Regions from separate parts of the Zea mays genome. Here region 2 is linked to region 1. Evidence: chromatin contacts called from public Hi-C data. All regions are on one chromosome and are shown on one strand. The core of a region is the stretch at or near the end of the contact, and the rest is flanking DNA. Distances in the headings are between cores, read along the strand shown. Region 1 holds the start of LOC100276555. Region 2 holds the start of LOC103646382 (mitochondrial uncoupling protein 3).

What was found. Hi-C and Micro-C count contacts between places; a contact is called where the count stands out from the background.
Region 2: a Hi-C map of endosperm shows a contact between it and region 1, with 2.0 times the contacts expected there. The contact joins the promoter of LOC103646382 here to the promoter of LOC100276555 in region 1. A contact is called at or near these places in 2 of 25 Hi-C or Micro-C datasets (bundle sheath and endosperm).

What each region holds. Positions count from the first base shown.
Region 1 is chr2:46,064,490-46,071,718 of Zm-B73-REFERENCE-NAM-5.0, reverse strand. LOC100276555 reads left to right here and starts at 3,761. Exons shown (of 2, transcript NM_001374063.1): 1 at 3,761-4,120; 2 at 5,102-6,194. The coding sequence starts at 3,800. The coding sequence ends at 6,052. LOC103646378 (E3 ubiquitin-protein ligase ATL6) reads left to right here and starts at 6,504. Exons shown (of 2, transcript XM_020548284.3): 1 at 6,504-6,788; 2 at 6,869-7,229. The coding sequence starts at 6,956.
Region 2 is chr2:46,239,169-46,246,327 of Zm-B73-REFERENCE-NAM-5.0, reverse strand. LOC103646382 (mitochondrial uncoupling protein 3) reads left to right here and starts at 5,852. Exons shown (of 2, transcript XM_008671113.4): 1 at 5,852-6,311. The coding sequence starts at 5,934. LOC100285076 (zeaxanthin epoxidase) reads left to right here. Exons shown (of 16, transcript NM_001157971.2): 2 at 1,027-1,189; 3 at 1,293-1,367; 4 at 1,447-1,547; 5 at 1,644-1,759; 6 at 1,889-2,100; 7 at 2,189-2,280; 8 at 2,489-2,603; 9 at 2,836-2,939; 10 at 3,116-3,161; 11 at 3,239-3,303; 12 at 3,414-3,503; 13 at 3,589-3,643; 14 at 3,761-3,849; 15 at 3,939-4,026; 1 more. The coding sequence ends at 4,262.

The sequences.
Region 1 (7,229 bases), core at 2,512-5,011:
GCTGCTGTATCCCTGGAATGAAGAGAACATGGATCGATCAGCACAAATATGAACAGTAGCACCGGAATCCATCCACCAGTCATCTGATGGACTTGCCATAAAGGCCTGAGGTGCATACCCTGGGGTGGCGTTAACCACCACGTTCCCTTCTTTGCGCTAAGGTGGAGGACCTTTTCCCTTCCTAAGTTTGCACCTCCGAGCTGTATGCCCGGAGACACCACAAACGTAGCAGATAAAGTCCTCCTTTTCTTCTTCATCTTTTTGGACTTAGGTTGGTTCATATTCTTCTGTGGAGAGTTCTTCTTCTTCTTCTGGAATTTTCTATCTCCACCCTTCTCAACAACGTGAGCCTGGAGTTGCTGGGATGGCTTGTTACTGGACCTTGCACGCTCTTCCACATTAATCACAGCTGACAACTCAGTGAGAGTCATTTGCTTCTTCATGTGGCGGCGTGAAGTCACAAAGTCTCGCCAAGAAGGCGGGAGCTTTGCCAGTATTGCATTCACCTGAAAACTGTCTGGTAGGACGCAGCCATATTGGACCAAGTCCCTAACAAGGAGTTGAATCTCCTGTAGCTGTTCCATAACAGACCTTCCCTCAACCATTTTATAGTTGAGGTAGTTTTCCGTTGTGAATGACTCATTGCCATTGTCAACTTCAGAGAACTCGTTCTCAAGTTCAGTCCATAGACCCTTAGCGGAGGTAAAACCAGAGTACACGTCAAATAAGCGGTTCGACAAGACGTTCAACAGACGAGACAAGCATGCCTCATTAGCTTCGTCCCACTTGGCCTTCTCCGCAAGTGCGGCGGCCTTCGCTGCATCATCAGCATTATCTGATGCAGCCTCGGGAACAGCCGACGTCACTACCCAAAATAATTTTAGGTCAGTGAGCCACATGCGAGTCTTAATCTGCCAGCGCTTAAAGCTAGCGCCGTCGAACACTTCAGGCTTAATGACATCAGAACTGGAGACCATAATACGAATTGGTTTTCTGGATTGTTGTAAATTAGAGAAATAAGTGACATGCTTCCTTCATATTTAAATAAATTAAATATTCTAATTCCGAATAAAACAAGCATATAACTCAGACAAATGCCATATATAATTATTGCAGCAATGAACAGTAGCAATTCTAGAACATGTAAACATGTAAAATAGCATCTCAGGTCCATTTTATAATTAAACATGACTTGCTGATGAAGAAGGCAGATTAAACAAATAAACATGATTGTTTATCTTAAAGTATTGCTCTCAAAATAGTGGGTTGCTGTAATAAACAACCCTTCAACGCTAATAGGTGATCAGAGATCCTCGACTAACGTGACAGCCCTATCTTACTAAATCAGGGTTTTAGATCAGATGTAATAAGCCTAATAATCAAATCTAAATACTAATACTAAGGAGCTGTGTACTAAATAAAATAACAGAATTTAACACAGGCAAACAGCCTCAACAAAGAGAGATTTAATTAGGCACAAATAATATCAATTCTGAAAATGATAATACACTAAAACCCAGACTGTCACATTGTCTCACTACACCGCTATCATCATCGAGCACGCAAATCCGCCTACAACAGTGCAATCACACCCAAGTATTTAATACTAGCAGATTGCACAAAATTAAACAGTAAATAAAGTGAGACAACGAATAACTCACAGCACGTAGATTGTCTACGTGGGAAGACCAGCTCAGCGAACACAAGGTTCTGTCCCAGAAAACCAATTCCGCCGCCCACGTCCGGGCCTGCACGGCGGGAGGTTGACGGAGATACTAGAGCCGCTGCCGGAGCCGAGAGAGACGTCCACGGCACCAGCCCGAGAAGAGGAACACCGCGCAGAGGGAGCCCAAGCACCAGGCCACGGTGGACAATAATCAGAGAAGAACCGCAGCACTACACAGATGCACGGTTTCGGCAACAGAGCATAGGAAAGACACGCTGCGCAAGCACATCACCACTTCCTATCTCTTTGAACCACTCCCAGCAATACCAGGGAACGAACTGAGTTCTCAACGGAGCAGCACACACGGAGAGAGGAAGAAGAACATCTGACTGCTCAGCCAGTGCCAGAGAGAGGGGAAACGCATCCATACTTATGGAGCAGAGACCAGGCACCAAATTCGGAGGCCGTTGAATAGAGAGGAAACGCGAAGAGGCAGCCGTGCAAGCCGGCCAAGCCGTTGAGCCTCCGCTGCCGCTCAGCTGCCTGCGCTCTCTTCCTCTCCGCTGTCTCTCTGCCAGAGGCACGGAAGTGCCCTAGGGATTATTCCCAGCCGGCTGGGCTGCTTGGCTTACGGGCCTAAAAAAGGCCCAGTCCGGCTGACCACTTATTTTTTTTAATTCATTTCTTTATTTCCTCAAAAGAAAATAAAGGGAAAACCCCAAAATGAATAACATAAAGTATACTGTAGTATTTCAAAAACTGTGGTTTTCAAAAACCTTGTTCCCAAATAGGGCCTTATATATTTATAATATTTATAACATCTATCCTTTATAGAATACAAATGAATATGTGTTTCAGTTGTTAGAAATTGAGTGTGGGAGGGAGATGGTAATGGTTAAAACCCTAAGTTCTGTGCTTATTTTTTGGATTTCACGTGGAGATGGGAGTGAGACATGCGAAGAAACTACCACTTAAATATAGTAGATACTAGCAAAATATTGTGTGTTGCGACGACACATATGAGACGCACGAAGAAACTACCGCTTAAATATACTAGAGACTATCAAAATACTGTACGATGCGATGATACATAATCATATTTGATATCCATAAAAAATAAAATTAATAACAAAGCGAACATTTTGTCCACATATCAGATATTAAACTGACAATAACAAATATTAAACTTTTACTTATGGCATGTTTTGAAGCACCAAGTTTTTAAGAAACTAGTTTATAAAAACCGAGGAACATACCAGTTTGTATCCTAGATATTAGAAATTGGATTCCCATCTTCTTAAAAACTAAGAAGCAAGCCTCCCTAGATAAAACGAGTTTATGAAAACCGAGGTGGTTCCTAACACCATAAACTAGCTTTTTCAATAAACCAGTTTCTAAAAAATAGATACTTAAAAACTAGGTTACTTCCAAACAGCTCCTTAGCAAAAAAAACGAGAAAGATATGTATTAAAAAGGAGCCTAACCCGCTTTTTATATTCCGCTCGATCGCTCGTCCTCCTTCAGTTAGTAGATGATACTATGTAGAACCGATGTGATATGTGTGGCTTTTATGTCGTGTTGGGCTTTGTTGTTTTTTTACGGTCTATCTATAGTATAACAATCTATCTATAGTGTAACAACCCATTGACAATGGCCCATAGTTAGATGGCGCGCAATCCAAAAAATTGATGCTTTAAAGAAGTAATGACACTAATGAGTTAAATAAGTAGAGACAGAAGAACCATTGGAAATAAGCTTTTACCACGAAAATAGTTTACATTTAGGGCTAGTTTGGGAACACTAATTTCCCATGGGATTTTCATTTTCCCAAGGGAGGAAAATGAAAATCCTATGAGAAATTAGTGTTCCCAAACTAGCTCTTAGCGGAATAGGTTCGTTGAAGATGTTTAGCTGAGAACAAAAGTTATTTTTAAATTATTTATTTATAATTGCTATAAGACAGCCGCTGAAAATAGTCATACAGGCCAATTTTGGGGGCCCAGTCTCACCAAATTTGTAAAGCACGGCTCAGCCCATACAACGGTTCGGCCCTGCAAGACAGTAACACTGCGCACCTCGCTGCCGGCACGGTTCGCTCGCTCGAACGGGGTTACAGCCGCACAGGGTAACGAGATGGCGGCGGTGCTTACCCGAGCCGGCGGCCGCTCCAAGCGATCCGTCTCCGGCTTCCACCTCCGCTCTGTTCTCGCGGGGCACGGGACCTTCTCATCTGAAGCCGCGTCGACCGCCGTGGGCGATCGCGTGGTCGCGGCTACGGGCGAGCACGATGGGGACGACCTGCGCAGCCGCATCTTCCGACTGGGCCTGGCGAAGCGGAGCGCGACGGCGGCACTCGAGAAGTGGTCCAGTGAGGGACGCGACGCACCCACGGCGGAGCTCCGCCGCATCGCGCGCGACCTCACCCGCGTCCGTCGCTACAAGCACGCCCTTGAGGTTCGGCACCGGCAGAATCCTTGTCCCTTGTTATTATTGCTCCTCCTGCCATAGGCCTCGTGAATGCGGGGTTGAATTCATTGTCTGTGCTGCGCAATGAACTTTGATCTAATGTGTTCTTTTTTTGTTGTGGAAATGGATAATTTTTTGTACAAAACTAGGCAACTAGCAATAGCTACCAAGACCAACGGCAAGGCCAAAACAATAGAAAAACATAAATGGAAAAGTTCCAAATAATGCTCCTCCCATGACAGGCAAAAACTTTGCATCACTGCTGTGTCCAAAACCTAGCCGGCTATGATATGAGACCCTCTGAATAAAATCTGTACAAAAGAATTTGTGATGTGCACGCGTTGTAGGTTTATCTACCTGAATAATTAAGATGGTTCGGTTGGCTCTTTACAGTGCCGCTGCTGATGCTTCTGGTTTCATCAACAGGCCGAGCTTTTCTAACTAGATTTTGCTGTGGGTTAGTAAGCTGTATTCATGTGCTGTAACTTTGTTCCTTATTGATGAGGGTGCCTATGAAGATGCTCATGAAGACTGGCATGATGGCGAAGGTTGCAGCTATGATCTTATAATTAGTAACCAACATCTCATCAATTGAATTTGTCTCAAGTATTCCTTTTGTTGCCATTTTAATGCTAACTGATACTAGCTATTGCGTTTCTATATTTTTACAACATGATGAGCCATCTTACCTTTACATTCCTTTGCGAAATGGTCTTGTGTCATTGAGATCGGATAATCCTGTATGAGAACTATCGCTAACCCTGAAGGATGTCATCGGCCAGACTTTTACGTTGGCAAAGCTTATAGCATATATTCCTTTCCTCTTATTTTGTTTGGTTGCTTATGCTGATACCCACCATACCCTAGCAATATTACATTTTGTCGATGGTGGTTTACACCTTTCCCCTTCTAGGGAGAAAAAAAATACAGATCGCTGTATCAACTAACTATTAACTGCATATTTTACAGGTAGCAGACTGGATGAAGACACATCACGAGTCTGATCTATCAGAGAACGACTACGGAATGCGCATCGACTTGATTACCAAGGTCTTCGGTGCCAGTGCCGCGGAAGATTTCTTTGAGAAGCTCCCACCGGGAGCCAAATCGCTAGAAGCCTACACAGCACTTCTGCACTCCTATGGCCGGTCGAAGATGACGGACAGAGCCGAAAGGCTGTTCGAGAGGATGAAAGACGCGAGCCTGCCTATGGACGCCCTGGTCTACAACGAGATGATGACCCTGTACATCTCCGTGGGGGAGCTCGGTAAAGTGGAGGCCGTCGCAGAGGAGCTGAAACGGCAGAACGTCTCTCCGGACCTGTTCACGTACAACCTCCGTGCCAGCGCGGCCGCGGCGTCCATGGATCTCGAGGGCTTCAGAGCAGTCCTCGACGAGATGTCCAGAGACCCGAAGTCGTCCACAGAAGGAGGGTGGGCGCTGTACCGGGACCTCGCGTCCGTGTACGTCGACGCGGGCCAGCTTCTGGGCTCTGTGAATTCGCCGCCGGTGGAGGCCGGGGAGGCGAGGATCAGCCAGAGGGAATGGATCACCTACGACTTCCTCGTCATCTTGCACGCCGGCCTCGGCAGGCCAGAGAGGATAAGGGACATCTGGAGGTCCATGGTGGCGACCTCGCAGTCGCAGTCGCAGCAGCAGCAGCGCATGACGAGCCGGAACTACGTCTGCGTGGTCTCGTCCTACCTGGCGTGCGGGCGGCTGGAGGATGCCGGGGAGGTCGTCGACCAGTGGCAGCGCTCTAAGGCCCCCGAGTTCGACGTCTCCGCCTGCAACCGGCTGCTGGACGCCCTCCTGCGCGCCGGTCTCGCCGACGCCGCGGGTAGGTTTCGGGAGCTGATGCTGCAGAAGCGTTGTATACTGACTAGCAGCAGCAGCAGCAGGGCGGCAGTGGTCGAGTGATTACGGGTTGGTTTCGAGTCTGTTCTTTTTGTTGTTGTTGTCTTGTGTGAAGGAATAAACAATGGACAGCCCAAGCACTCTGCACGTTACGTTATTCTCTGACATGATTGATGTGATCATGTCTGGTTAGTGGGTTACGTACGTACATAGTGCCAGGCTCGTGGCATGACGAAGCACACTGAGAAACTGTGTACGGCCATCGGTGCGCGCGTTCTTGTGACCTTCGTCTTCTTCCTGGCCCTAACTACCCTGCAGGCTGCAGCTATTGTAAAGACGACAGGTACAGCGGCTACGAGCTGGCGGAAACGATGCTGTTGCATACTGTTTGTCCTATGCTCCACATTCTCGCCACGAAGATGGTGACGTTGCGAGTTGTTGTTTCATGATTGTGCGTGGAATAAAGATACCGGTCGCAAGCCACAGGAGTTTTTTCAAGTATTTCGAGTCCTTTCATGCGTTGCCTACCACCACCTTCCATTCCATCCACGGCTGCTTTGATAGCCCCCGAAACCTCAGAATACTCCCGGTCCCGGCCCGGTGTCAAACACTCGGCACACGCCTGCCTGCCATCCGCCGCTCCTTCGGCACAGTCGCGCTCGCGCAGATGTAAAACGTGCCAACCCTGCGTCAAAGATCCACCCAGATGCAGGAACTGAACTAGGCGGGTCTGGGATCGGCAAGAAAGAGAGAGGGGCAAGCAAGTATTTCGCCCAACTCACGAGTCACGACGTGGGATGTAGGCATCCGCAGCACCACCAGCGCGCGTCTAGCTAGCAACACCAATCGGTTTCTCACTTTCTCGTGCCGTCAAAGCAGGATTCGCTCCACAGCAGACAGACCGGCGGCAGAAGTGGTGCCGTTTCCCCAAATCTGTGCCTCTGCGTGCGTGCTTCGCGAGGAGCGATGGAGACGCGGCAGCTGCTCCTCGTGTTCTGCCTCCTCGGCGCCGGCATGGCCGTCGTCGTGGACGCGCAGGCGCAGTCGGCGCCGGCGCCGCCGCCTCGGCAGACGCCTTCTGCGCCGCCGCAACAGACGCAGTTCGGCCGCACCATGTCGACCTTCATCACGGTGGCCATCAGCGTCTTCTTCTTCTTGCTCTTCGTCTGCGCGTACATCAACCAGTGCCGCCTAGCGGACCCCGGGGCGGCGGCGGCGGCAGCGGCAGCGGCAGCGGCAG
Region 2 (7,159 bases), core at 4,603-7,102, 170 kb before region 1:
ACCGGCGATAAAGCAGTAGCAGACTAGCAGTAGACCAGCTGCTCAATCAGAGGAAAGCTTCCACACCACCAGCCCACCACCATGCTGAGCACAACGTGGGCATCGCCGAAGGCGACCCCCATCCCCTCGTCTCCGGCCTCTCAGACGGCGACCCGGCTCCATCCCGCCTCCAGCAGCAACCGAACGCTCCGCCTTGTCGCGCTTCCCTCCCCGTCCGCGCCGCGGCGGAGGCGGAGGCCCGGCCTTCCTCCTCCTGCGCGCGCGGGGCTCGTCGCCACCGCGGCAATGCCGGCGCCGGAGCCCAAGGCGCGGGTCCTGGTGGCCGGCGGCGGCATCGGCGGCCTGGCCTTCGCGCTCGCCGCCAAGCGCAAGGGGTTCGAGGTGCTGGTGCTGGAGCGGGACATGAGCGCGGTCCGCGGGGAAGGGAGGTACCGCGGCCCGATCCAGCTGCAGAGCAACGCGCTCGCCGCGCTCGAGGCCGTCGACGCCGCCGCGGCCGACGAGATCATGGACAGCGGCTGCGTCACGGGGGACCGCGTCAACGGCATCGTCGACGGCGTTTCTGGCTCCTGGTAAGGGAGGCAGGGTCGTTCCCGCCGCGTCAGAGCAAAATTCTTAGCACCAAGTCACCATGAATTTGATTGTTTTTTACGCTACCCCGACAACTTTGACTTCCTTTGGCCGGTACTTGTGGAATTTGGCAACTGGCAAGGGTTCATTGTCTGCGGTATGGGCCAAATGGTGGTTGGCTAGTCGTTATGATCGCCTGTTTCAGTTGACCGCAGTTCGCAGATACTATCGTTAACACGCAATTTTGTTTGGTTTATGAAATAGAACAAGTTGATGCATCATTATCTAGAATGGTTTGATTCCTGAAACCAAACACACCCTTAGGCGCTGATGTTTTTGTGCTTATTTTACAGTTTTTGTTTGCGAATTTCCATGTCGTGTCTATTTGCTGGTTAGCTTTAAGATAGACATTCCTTTGCCGGAGGCAGACATTTGACAGTGCCAAGTTGGATTCAGGTACATCAAGTTTGATACGTTTACTCCTGCAGCTGAGCGGGGGCTCCCAGTCACAAGGGTCATTAGCCGCATGACACTGCAACAAATCCTTGCTCGAGCAGTCGGCGATGATGCAATATTGAATGGAAGCCATGTAGTCGATTTTATAGATGATGGCAGTAAGGTGAATGGGCAAATATGTTTTTGTGTCCATGCCAACTTAGATTTTGCTGCAGGAGTTGCCATTGTCTGTCTCTAAACTTGCAGTGTTTGTTGTTTGAGTTTAGGTTACTGCCATATTGGAGGATGGTAGAAAATTTGAAGGTGACCTTTTGGTTGGCGCCGATGGAATATGGTCAAAGGTAATACAACTAATTCTCCTTTTGGTCAGAAACAAGCACAAATCGGAACCTGGTTTTGAAGTTTCCTTTTTCTGGATAGGTGAGGAAGACACTATTCGGGCATTCGGATGCCACCTATTCAGGTTACACTTGCTACACTGGAATTGCAGATTTTGTGCCACCTGATATCGATACAGTTGGGTATGTTACGTGGATCATGGAATGATGGCTGTGATTTTCAGTTTGACTGAAATTTCGTTGTGCCATAACCATGTCCTCCATTTTTCTCTGTTGAAGGTACCGAGTATTTCTTGGCCACAAACAGTACTTCGTCTCTTCGGATGTCGGTGCTGGTAAAATGCAATGGTACGCTTTTCACAATGAAGAGGCTGGTGGCACTGACCCTGAAAATGGTGAGTCCTTGAGAAGTTCTCGTGCTTAATTCGTGAAATAGATACTGCCACATTGTAAGTTGTGGTCAAAATGAGAGCAATGATTACGATATGCTCCCCACAAGGTTATCATCTGCTTACCATTAACAGGCAAAAAGAAAAAATTGCTTGAGATATTCGACGGATGGTGTGATAATGTTATTGATTTGATAAATGCAACTGATGAAGAAGCAGTTCTTCGCCGAGATATATACGACCGCCCACCTACTATGAATTGGGGGAAAGGTCGTGTCACCTTGCTTGGTGATTCTGTCCATGCTATGCAGCCAAATCTGGGCCAAGGTGGCTGCATGGCTATTGAGGTATGCAATTTCTTAGCCTGCCATGGATATGTTCTGGTGTTGATATCTAATACGTAGCACAGTAACAACCTTGTATTTGTTTCTGTAGGATGGTTACCAGCTGGCTGTAGAGCTAGAGAATGCCTGGCAAGAGAGTGTCAAAACTGAAACTCCTATAGACATAGTTTCCTCCTTGAGGCGGTAAGTTTCTCGATACATTCTAGCATGTTTAGTAGTATAAAGATAGTGTTTCCTGAAACATCCACTGGATTTTATTTGGATGCTTGAAATGACCCCAACTTTAAAGCAATCCTATATTCCTATTCTTCCATGGATTTAAAACTCTAGTCCATACTATATAGTTAGTTGGCTGACAAGCAAAATATTTGTTGGCGTATTGGGCCTGCAGCTACGAGAAAGAGAGAAGGCTGCGTGTTGCTATTATACATGGACTGGCAAGAATGGCAGCAATCATGGCTACCACCTATAGACCGTACTTGGGTGTTGGTCTAGGGCCTTTATCGGTATGTAATAAACATACACATTTTTTTGTTACTTATAATGCACAGATCTCATTCTCTTTTCAGCAATATTTAAAATTAGCTATGAAATATGTCACCATCAATTTTATTGGATTTCTGAAATAAGGTTTTGAAATCGGAACTTTATCATCTCATTGCCATCCTCCTAAGAGCATTACTGAACAAATAAATACTGAAACTACTTGAACTGCATACTAAAATTATTTACATGTAGTTTTTGACCAAGTTGCGGATACCACACCCTGGAAGAGTCGGTGGCAGATTCTTCATCAAGTATGGAATGCCTACGATGTTGAGCTGGGTGCTTGGTGGCAACAGGTGCATACCAAAATTATTAATTACTGTCATGTGTTCCTATCTCAAGCACATGTGCAATAGTCATAGGTTTACATTTGTTTAAATGTTCCACGCAAAGAAATAAACACCACCCAGGCTCTCTTAGTTCCCAATTACCATATCGGTACTCATCAAACGGAACTTTTCATTGCGTACAGCTCAAAACTAGAAGGAAGACTTTTAAGCTGCCGACTTTCTGACAAGGTATGTTGTCATAGTGCCTGTAAATTTGATTTAGTACCAGCATTTAATATTTACTGACATCTAGCATCATTCTGAAGGCAAATGACCAGCTTTATCAATGGTTTGAGGATGATGACGCACTGGAAGAAGCTATGGGTGGAGAGTACGTTCTTTGTTTATTCTTTATTTTCATTTCATTTCGAAACAAAGCGTTTGATTTATTAATTTATTTCAGCAATTGTGGCGAAAAATCATTCATAATACTATTTGCAGATGGTACCTCATCGCAACAAGTGAAGGAAACTGCAATAGCTTGCAGCCCATTCATTTAATTAGGGATGAGCAGAGGTCACTCTTTGTTGGGTATGTCTAATAGCAATTTCATTTCTGCTCTAATTGCACCCAATCAAAGCATTATGGAACAATTCAAATGAATTTTCTTTTGCAGAAGCCGGTCAGATCCTAATGATTCAGCTTCTTCCCTATCATTGTCCTCTCCACAGGTTAGTTAGTCGAAATGGAGACAAGGTTTTAACGAACTTTTCAAGTGTTGCATTGTACAAGGCCTTCTATACATAAACTGTTCGTACTAGTCTTCAGTTTTCTGAACTTCATTGCAGATATCAGAAAGACATGCTACTATCACATGCAAGAATAAAGCTTTCTATCTGACTGATCTCGGAAGCGAACATGGTACCTGGATTACCGAGTAAGCCCTGAAAGAGCCATGGTTCTATGCCCTTCCTCAACAATTTCAGTAACAAGATTTTATTCGCTGACCTTCATATGATTGTCCAGCAATGAAGGTAGACGTTACCGCGTGCCACCAAACTTCCCAGTTCGTTTCCATCCCTCCGATGTCATTGAGTTTGGTTCCGATAAGAAGGTAGCTATACTGCATTTTTAGTTTTTCCTCCACATTTGGTTTGTTCCTCTTATTTCGCCAATTGTTCATCCGATGGAGTTCATCCCTGAGTTGCTGTGAAACCTGTTCTTCTGAACTATAATTAACTTGTGCAAAACCTACAGGCTATGTTCCGGGTGAAGGTGCTGAACACGCTCCCGTATGAATCTGCAAGAAGTGGGAATCGGCAGCAACAGCAAGTCCTTCAGGCAGCATGAATGGAGACACTGGCTACCACCACTATCATCAGCCACACTGTACTGTACAGCATCCGGTAAAGACACAACACTGCATCACGGAAAGGATACACTCGTTCTCGAATATTTGTCGTCTGCTAGTTCAATTTTAAACTAAAACGTGACAAATGAAAAAACGAAGGAAGTAGAAGATATGTCAAAACACATGCAATTTTTGCATCCATGAAGATGCCAAACAGGATCTTGAATACTAGCACCTAGCGGATTGAAATAATGAAGTTGCAGTTCTGCGTGAACTGGATTGTACGATAGGGATAGACAATTTAGCTGTTGTCGGACTGTGTACATCGTTGTACCATCACCGGAAATATTGTACACCGAGAAGCCATATTGTAATTACGGCATGAGAACAGTAACACTTTGATCATGTAATACAGTATATAGTTGTTTAGCAATTAGCTGAGTCAGATAAGATATGATTTGTTCTTCCACAAGTGCCAGCTCCTCGAACTGTTGAAATTTCCTTAAAATTTCTGCAGGAATTGAAAAACTTGTTCCTATAAAATTATTTCATGATCCAATTAAAAATTTTACTATATTATGTTGGATTTAATTGGGCCTAGCCCATTTTGAATTAGTAATTAAATAAAAAAAATAAAACCATAGTTAACGCTAAGTGTGATGGTTAGTCTTGTACGGTACGGACAAGAGGTGCGCGCGGCATGGTGGATTTCTTTTTTGCTGGCATATACAATCTAGATACTACATTACGGTTTTTAAGAACTAGTTACAACTAACAATTTGTTAATACAACCTAATATATCTACATCATGTATCTTATTCACTAGAATCCCTCAAGATACAGCTCATTTTAGGGCTAATTCAGTTTGATGCTAATCAACGTGGACTAGGTGAAATTGAGTCGGTTTAAATCCATAGAGTCAAAATACACATCAATACATTTGAATCCCCTCCAATCCACATAGGAAATTTAATAGACCACTATGTTTTAGCAACTATGATGGCCACTATGTTTAGTGGACTATGATGATCACTATGTTTTGGTTGTTTTCGTTACTAGTAATAGACATTGATTTATCAGACAATACCATGATTAAATCCCTTGCTAGCCAAAATTTAATAGAAAGATATTTAGCCCACCTCAATCTTCTCCGACCCCACATGGATCGAGGGGATTGAGGTGATTTGCATAGGGATCGAAGGAGATTGAGGTGTACTAAATCCCTTTCTATTGAGGTTTGACTATGCCTTATTCGTTGCATGTGGATCAAGAAAATTAAATCTTTTTTATTTAATTTTAACTAGTAAGATATTTAATTCCCTCCAATCGAACGAGCCCTAACTGGAGTTGATCAAGTTGGTACAGTGCAAACTGCCGTTAGGAGGTTACACTTCGATGGAGTGCAAAATCATGAATCTATGTAACTGTGCAGGCGAGGCCGATATGAAATGGGCTCCTAATTCATAGCAAAGCCAACAGGACCTTATGAAATGGGCTGCACATGGCCCTGCGCCTCTGCCTGTGCAGGCGAGGCCGATTACGCGAACGATCACAGGTCAGTCCGTTGGATCACTTTTGCTCGGTCCAGATTCACTCAGATTGGGCTTTTAGAAAACCCAACCCACGCCGCGCCGCGGGGCCTCTTACCAGCTTCCCAAATCCCAGGGGCAATGTCAGCCCACGCCGACGCCGGCGCCGGCGCCGGCGGCCGCCGCCGCGGGACCCTTGCTAAGGTCGCCCTCTCGTCAGTGTCGGCCGCCATGGCGGAGGCCTCCACCTACCCCTTAGACGCAGTCAAGACGCGCCTCCAACTCCACCGCAACCCCGGCGGCGCGCCCGGGCGCGGCGTAATCCGGGTCGCGGCCGAGCTCGTCCGCGATGGCGGGGTTTATCGGGGCTTCTGCCCCGCCGTCCTCCGCCACCTGATCTACACCCCGCTTCGCATCGTGGGGTACGAGCATCTTCGCTCCACCCTCGCTAGCGAGGGGCGGGAGGTTGGACTTTCTGAAAAGGCGCTCGCTGGGGGACTCTCCGGCGTTGCCGCGCAGGTAAAATTTTGAGACATGGACTTGATAAAATACACCAAACTATTTATGAATAACAATTCCGTAAGCGGTAAGTCCACATGAGATTTGCAGATAGGTTGTGGCGCATCACTCTCACAGTCTAATTAGAGCGAAAGTTAGAACTTGTTTTGGGCTAGGTTTGCAAAATGTTAATCAAACCATACTTGATTTACATGCTTCGATTAATTTCAAGCTGTATATTTCGAGTTATGAATATACTCTTTTGTTGTTCTACCTATTAAATTGCACATGGACAACATCTTATCCGAAAGTGAGAGAGGCACTTTTTACTGATCTGTCATCAATTTATCACCAGTCTCAATATTTAAGGGCATGTTTGAATACTCGTGGCTAGTTACTAGTTGGGGCTAAAAATTAGCTCAAATTAGCCATGATTGGCTAGCTAGTTGGCTAACAACTAGTTGAAGACTTGGTTAAAAGGTTAGTCCATCTATTGGCCCTTTTGTTTGAATGCACTAGAGTTAAATTTGAGCAGAAAATTAGTAAAATAACAATTAGCCCATGGTATCCAAATGTGCCCTAAGTAGTGTGGTGGGTGATAGAGCAACACACAGCCTTTTTTTTGGTTCAGTTGTTTCATGGCATGGCATGATGAGCCAATGACTTCATTGAGGAGCAGCAACAGTGAGATGCCAACTTCAGTATGTGTTCAAATTGTATTGCTTTGTATCTGTGCTTCTATTCTTCACCCCCATAGTGTGGCCATTTGCGTCCAACACATCTGATCTTCCTTAACAGTTACAGTTGCTGATAGGGGCATAGGGCCATCATTGCAAAAAAAAAAGGAATGATGTCCTTGTCCACTGCAG